2 separate regions of the Sus scrofa genome follow, and region 2 is linked to region 1. Evidence: chromatin contacts called from public HiChIP or PLAC-seq data. All regions are on one chromosome and are shown on one strand. Each heading gives the region's core, a stretch centred on a gene start, on an enhancer-like site or on the middle of the called end of the contact. The rest is flanking DNA. Distances are from core to core; before and after follow the strand shown. Region 1 holds the start of MBNL3 (muscleblind like splicing regulator 3). Region 2 has its middle 75 kb from the start of MBNL3.

Region 1 (2,700 bases), core at 60-2,559:
TCTTTCTTTGTAGCAATCGTAGGAAAAATCTCTCAGCTCTGGGGAGGTCAAGTATGGGCAGAAATGGTCAATGTCACGTCAACGGCCCATCCGGTTCTTTGGAGTTTACTACATGCCATGGGGCTTGCTTTGAACTTTAGGCAGAGGGAGCTGAATCAGATCGCTCTTTTCCTAAGGCTTCTGCAGTGAGATGTGTCGAGAGGTGTTTTGGGGGAGGCGGAAAGAGGGATGGTTCTGTGATTGAATTATGTTTCTGAACTCAAAGTCAGCAGGTTTCTTTGCTGTAGAACAAGTGACAAGAGAACCTTTCTTATGCTCCTGTGGACAAGTCATCTACAGGAGAGGACTAGAGGGTGCTGTTCCTTCCAAGTATTTCTCCGGGAAAACTCCGTTCCTGAGGCTCCTGCCCTGGGAATAGTGGTGTGCGGTGCACACTCTGGCACACGCTGGACTGAATGATCTCCGAGAGCCTTTCCAGCTTTACTGTTGGATGTTTCTATGACATATTGTCTCTAAACATAGAAGCTTCCCCAGTGAAGTAGTGTCATTCTTTCTGACCTTAACTAATTCTGACTCTGATCATTCCAACAAAGGAGGCTACGGTCCTAATGGGTAAAATGTAAATTCAGGACCGTGTGACTAACTCCTGAATGTTTACAGGTGCCACTTTTGTGATATACATAGTCTATAAGGTGGGGCTATAACAGATTGCCATTTTTCCTAAAGATATTGTTTCGTTTCTTAGAGTTGGCCCTGCCCTCCACTTCTCAGGCATTGGCTGAGAAAGACATTTAGGCAAATAATGGCTATCCGTGCCATTTTTTTTTTTCTTTTTGAGTGTTACCATGCCATTTTTTGCCTGTTTCGAATATGTATCTGCCTGGATCTTACGTGTGCATGTAGAAACAGGATGCTTAAGCACACGTTTTCCTGGCCTGTAGTGGATGACTTCAAGACTAAAGAAATTAAAGTTAACCTGCCTTCCCCTTCCCCCCCCAGTGCACAGACACACTAAGAAAACCCTTAAAAACATAAAAGCCTCATCTTGCTTTAATCACGTGTAGGTTCAAAAAAAGTTGTATACATTTTGAGCCAGGAGTTAGGCCTGGTGGTCACACAGTCTGCCCCCTCCCCCGGATTCAAGTTGGTGGGAGGAGCTCCCACAGGCATCAGTGTCTTTGAATATACAGTTGCGCCACTGTGGTTGGGAAAGTGGAGTGGCTGACCGGGTAGGGAGCCGTGTGAAGCTTTTGGTGGGAGGAGCCATGGAATAAAAAATTGCTTTCTCCAGCCGTCAACTTCCTTAAATTCCTTGCAGCTGGTCAGGTAAGCTGGGCCTGAGGGTGCCTCCTGCTTTGCCCCGGGCAACCGAAGGCCTAGTAGAGCCGGGGCTGATTCTATGGAGGGGGCTGCTTAGGACCTTAAGGTAAAGAGAGTAAGTAAAGTGGGGTTTCGAGGATTTACCTTTATTTTAGCTGAACCCACCAAGATGGAAGAATAGGTAGGGAGAGGGTGGCTAGATAATAGATTGCATGGGGCATACTTACACTAAAAAATCCGCCCTCGTTTATCTGAAATTCAAATTTGATTGGGCATCCTGAATTTTCATTTGATAAAGCTGGCAACCCTAGATAGGATTCCAGGCAGAAGCCCTAGCCGGGAAGAAAAGGTACAAGCAGCTGGTGTCCCTTTTTGTCCTGGTTCTAAATCGCTGTGGTTAGTGACTAGATGGGGTGTCCAGCAAAAGGAGCCCGAGGACCCTAAGATTTGACAAAGGCCCGAGGGGGACCCTCTCTCTACTTTATGTTGCTTCGTAACAAAGCCTATGTAGTAAGTAGCTTCATGAAGTTGCATGATTTTATGTGTGTTTCTTGGAGTAACAAATTGTCATTCTTTTCTCTTTTCCTTTTTTTTTTCCCTATATTTTAATGACATTTTACATTGGCAGCCATCAACTACTTTAAAGACAGCTTCCATGAATACTTAGCATCGGAAACGCCTTCTGACTCTTGGTAAACTCAGTGGGCTTCACTTTTCTTGGGGGTTCTAATTTCCTTCTGGTTGGCTGTCTTATAGACAGAGAGGATGTGTTCCTGAAGAGCAGATTATTGAAGAGATAGTTAATATTTTTTTCTAAAGCAATTGAAGGTATTCGATTAGACCGGTGAGGAAAAATTGAGGGGGAGGCAGGAAGCAGATCTGAGTTACTGGGAAGGCAGGCTTGGTTTCACTCTGAACAGCAACTCTGACTTTTAGTGCTGTTTGCTCTTCGAGAAAATTCAGAGAAAAACTTCAAGTTTGGGATTATTTGAAAATAAATGTTTGGTGTGAATTCAGCTGAACAGGGGTCTTAAAGCACGGTGGGGGGACATTTTTCTCGTAAGAAGTCTGGATACGCAGTAGAGATGCCCAAGAAGGCCCCGCTCTAGTGATTGACCTAAAGCCTTGTATTCCTCCTTTGTCTAAGTGGCTTCAGGGAGTTTGACTTGCAGCTGGTTAGAGAAATGCAGGGTGGGGATGGAGCCCACCTGTCAAGGAAGGCAGTTTATTCTAAGGTGACCCTGGTGCTCCCCTTGGGCAGGCCCAGGTGCTAATTAAATATGAATCCACTGCAGGTGCCTTTACTCAGCTCTGTGGGGTCCTCTATCCTGGAGGCGGGGGGAGTTCTGGTGGCCACAGATCCCTGGGAATTAGAACAGG
Region 2 (2,700 bases), core at 165-2,664, 75 kb before region 1:
ACCGTGGCGGAGATCACATTTCACTTCAGCACCCAACTGGACTGTGCGTTTGTCCTCTGAAAAGCAGCCATTCAGTAAGTGGCCCGGTTGTGGGTGCTGTTTTGTTGAAAAAAGCTCATGGATGTTTCCCCAAATTCTTGCAGGCTGTGATCCATGAGGATCCCAAAGAAGAGTGTATTCTTTTCCCAAGGGAGACCGAGAAAAGTTTAAAGCCCCAAGTGATTGAGGGCAGCGTATTTTCTACGTAGTGGGGTAGCATGAAGGAAAACCTTATCAGCTCACCCCAAAGTATGAAGTGAGAAAGAGCACACATTAGAGGGTCACGTTTTATATCTAAGGGCTTCCAACTGCAGAAACCCGGAAGTGGAGGTTGGTCTTGGGGGTGCCAGGCAGTCCGATCTGTTTCACGAATGCCTGTAGCAGCCCTGCCCTCGGCAGACGTGTCAGTAAGCGCTCTGCCCGCTTTCTGAAGCCAGGGTCTGGGCTGGAATCAGATCGACAGGCCCCCCAAGGGAAGGCCTTTTTTGAGAAAGGCATTTTGGCGGGGGGGTTGGCGGAACTTTGGCCAACTAGCTCCCCTGGCTAGCATTTATGAATCCTCTTTCCCAGAGCAAGAGAAACCTGCTTTTGCTGGGCAGATAGCCCCCGCCCCATACAGAATGGACACACTGAGAGTTCAGTGGAGCAATAGTGTGAAGGCAAAACGCTTGTGCTTTCAGATGAAACTCCCTGCCTTCCCCCCCCCCCCCCCCGGCTGTCTTGTGATTGAGAGGGTGACAGGCTGGAGAGATGTGGCACAGGGCTTGGCATTTCACAGTGCTGCACAAAGACAAGAATACCTCCATATGTTCTGAAGAGTGGCGATACTAATAAAGGATCTAAAATGCGATTCCCTCAGAGAGCTCGCGGCCGTGCACGTGCTTTGAAGTTGCACAAGTCATGCTGTGGGCTGGTGAGAGACAGAGGGAGAGAGAAACCAACTTGAAGAAGCTAGTTCCTCTTCTCTGGGGTGTTGGAGTCTGCAGTTCTGTCTCTTACTAATCAGGTGCATGCAAGTCCCTGTTCTGAAAATTGCGCCAAAATTAACAGGCACCATCTAGGCTGTCTAATGTCTGATTCTGAACACTTTTACTTTTCCTAATGTGGTCTGTTAATCCTGTATTCGTTAAAAATGCAGACATTCAAGCGACTGGTTGTGTGACCTGTGCTAAGGAGATTTTTCGGGTAAAAGTTACATTTTTCACTTTCAAGCCCAGATCATGTAATAATAGCCCTCCTCATGGCCTCTCCATCTATCCCCAAAGAAATTTCCATCATGTTTTTAGCCATCTAAGAAAACAGTTCAGATGGAGGCGTTCCGAAATGGCGACAAGCAATGACAGGAAATGCCGTTTGCACTGGTCTCCTTCATAACTCAGGCCACAGCTGGCTGATTTGCTTTTAACTTCCTGTTTGGGGGCTCTTTGGGTCAAAAGTAGCAGTGTTTTCCATATAGAGAGGTTTTTTTTTTTTGGTGTGTGTGTTTTTTTTTTTTTTTTTTTTTTTGCTTTATTCTGTAGGGCCACAATAAATCTGTCACTGGCCTGCATGTTTTGTATATTTTATGGACTGTATCATGTGGTTTGAGTTTAATTTGGAAGGCAGTGTTTTACAATCAAGATCCCCCCCTACACGTGCAGCTTTAGGGTCTGGGATTGCACGGCCCTCGGAAGTTTATAGCTCTGTTTACACAGTAGTGATTGCCGAGAAGGGCATTTCCTGCCAGTTAATGACTGGTCGGAAAGGCCAGCAGTCCAAATCCAGGGGGAGAGGAACCATTCATTAAATGCCACGGAGGGACCAGGGCGCTTTTATCATGAAGTGGCGAGGAGAAAGTGAAAACACAGGCCGCCTTTTGAAGAGCCCAAAGCCGCGCGGGCACAGCCAGATATGGATGGGGTGCCTTGTGGAATGGAAAACGGAGATTCTTTTCATGACAGGGACCGACTGACTTTCCCACAGGGTACCAAATCAAGATGTGAGTGAGGAGGGCATTTTATTTCTTTGAGGCTGACGACCCCGTGGAGGGGACAAATAAAGATGAGAGCCCTGAACTTGCCAAGTGTTAGCAGCCTGAAAATGGTCAACCCACAGGTGTGACAGCTCCCTTAAAAACCTGGAAGACCCCATGATTTAACTTCCTAATTTGTTGAATAACCGATCATGGCTAAAGTGGGCAAGAATTTAGGGACGGAAAGGATGATCCCTTCTTTTCAAGGTCAGTTTAGCAAGACACCAAAATTCGGTTTCGCTCCCCCAATATAAAGAAGGTAAATAATACAGGCGAAGAATGCTTGGCCTCTTGTGGAAGTACCTTTGAGGGCTGTAATGTTAACCATTTAACCTAAGACATTCCCAGGAAACAGTTCTGTCCCCAGTATAATTCTTGCCTGCTATAAAGCAGCTGAGGTGTGAAGGAGAATTTGGCATTGATTTAGAGCAAAAACAGAATCGGACCGAGATTAGGTTCACATCCAGGAATTCCTGACTTCCTGGCCTGTCCTTCACTCTCTCAGCTTCTTAAGGCTTCAATTTGCCAGAATGTTAAATCTTTATGAAGGGTAAACATCTGTTCTACGTTCTTTAATGGATGCCTCCACATAAGGGCGGTTGTGTGACACCCCCACTTCAGAACTTGGCTTGGTCCTTTACCTTGAAATT

Evidence for each region. HiChIP or PLAC-seq counts read pairs in DNA pulled down with a chosen protein or histone mark.
Region 2: an H3K27ac HiChIP or PLAC-seq map of alveolar macrophages shows a contact between it and region 1. The contact joins the enhancer-like site here to the promoter of MBNL3 in region 1. A contact is called at or near these places in 2 of 5 promoter capture datasets (fetal liver and liver), 7 of 47 Hi-C or Micro-C datasets (embryonic fibroblasts, fetal liver, heart right ventricle and 2 more) and 1 of 2 datasets of contacts at active chromatin or transcription factors (alveolar macrophages).

What each region holds. Positions count from the first base shown.
Region 1 is chrX:108,528,042-108,530,741 of Sscrofa11.1, reverse strand. MBNL3 (muscleblind like splicing regulator 3) reads left to right here and starts at 1,309. Exons shown (of 9, transcript NM_001243933.1): 1 at 1,309-1,326; 2 at 1,949-2,012.
Region 2 is chrX:108,603,300-108,605,999 of Sscrofa11.1, reverse strand. It overlaps a transcript of MBNL3 not described here. Among named protein-coding and RNA genes, the nearest start is that of MBNL3, 75 kb to the right of the region's middle. Within about 2 kb of position 1,414, at least 25 of the 83 cell types and tissues checked have an H3K27ac peak or open chromatin away from gene starts, as enhancers often do. A contact at or near this core is called in alveolar macrophages, fetal liver and liver, where this site is marked.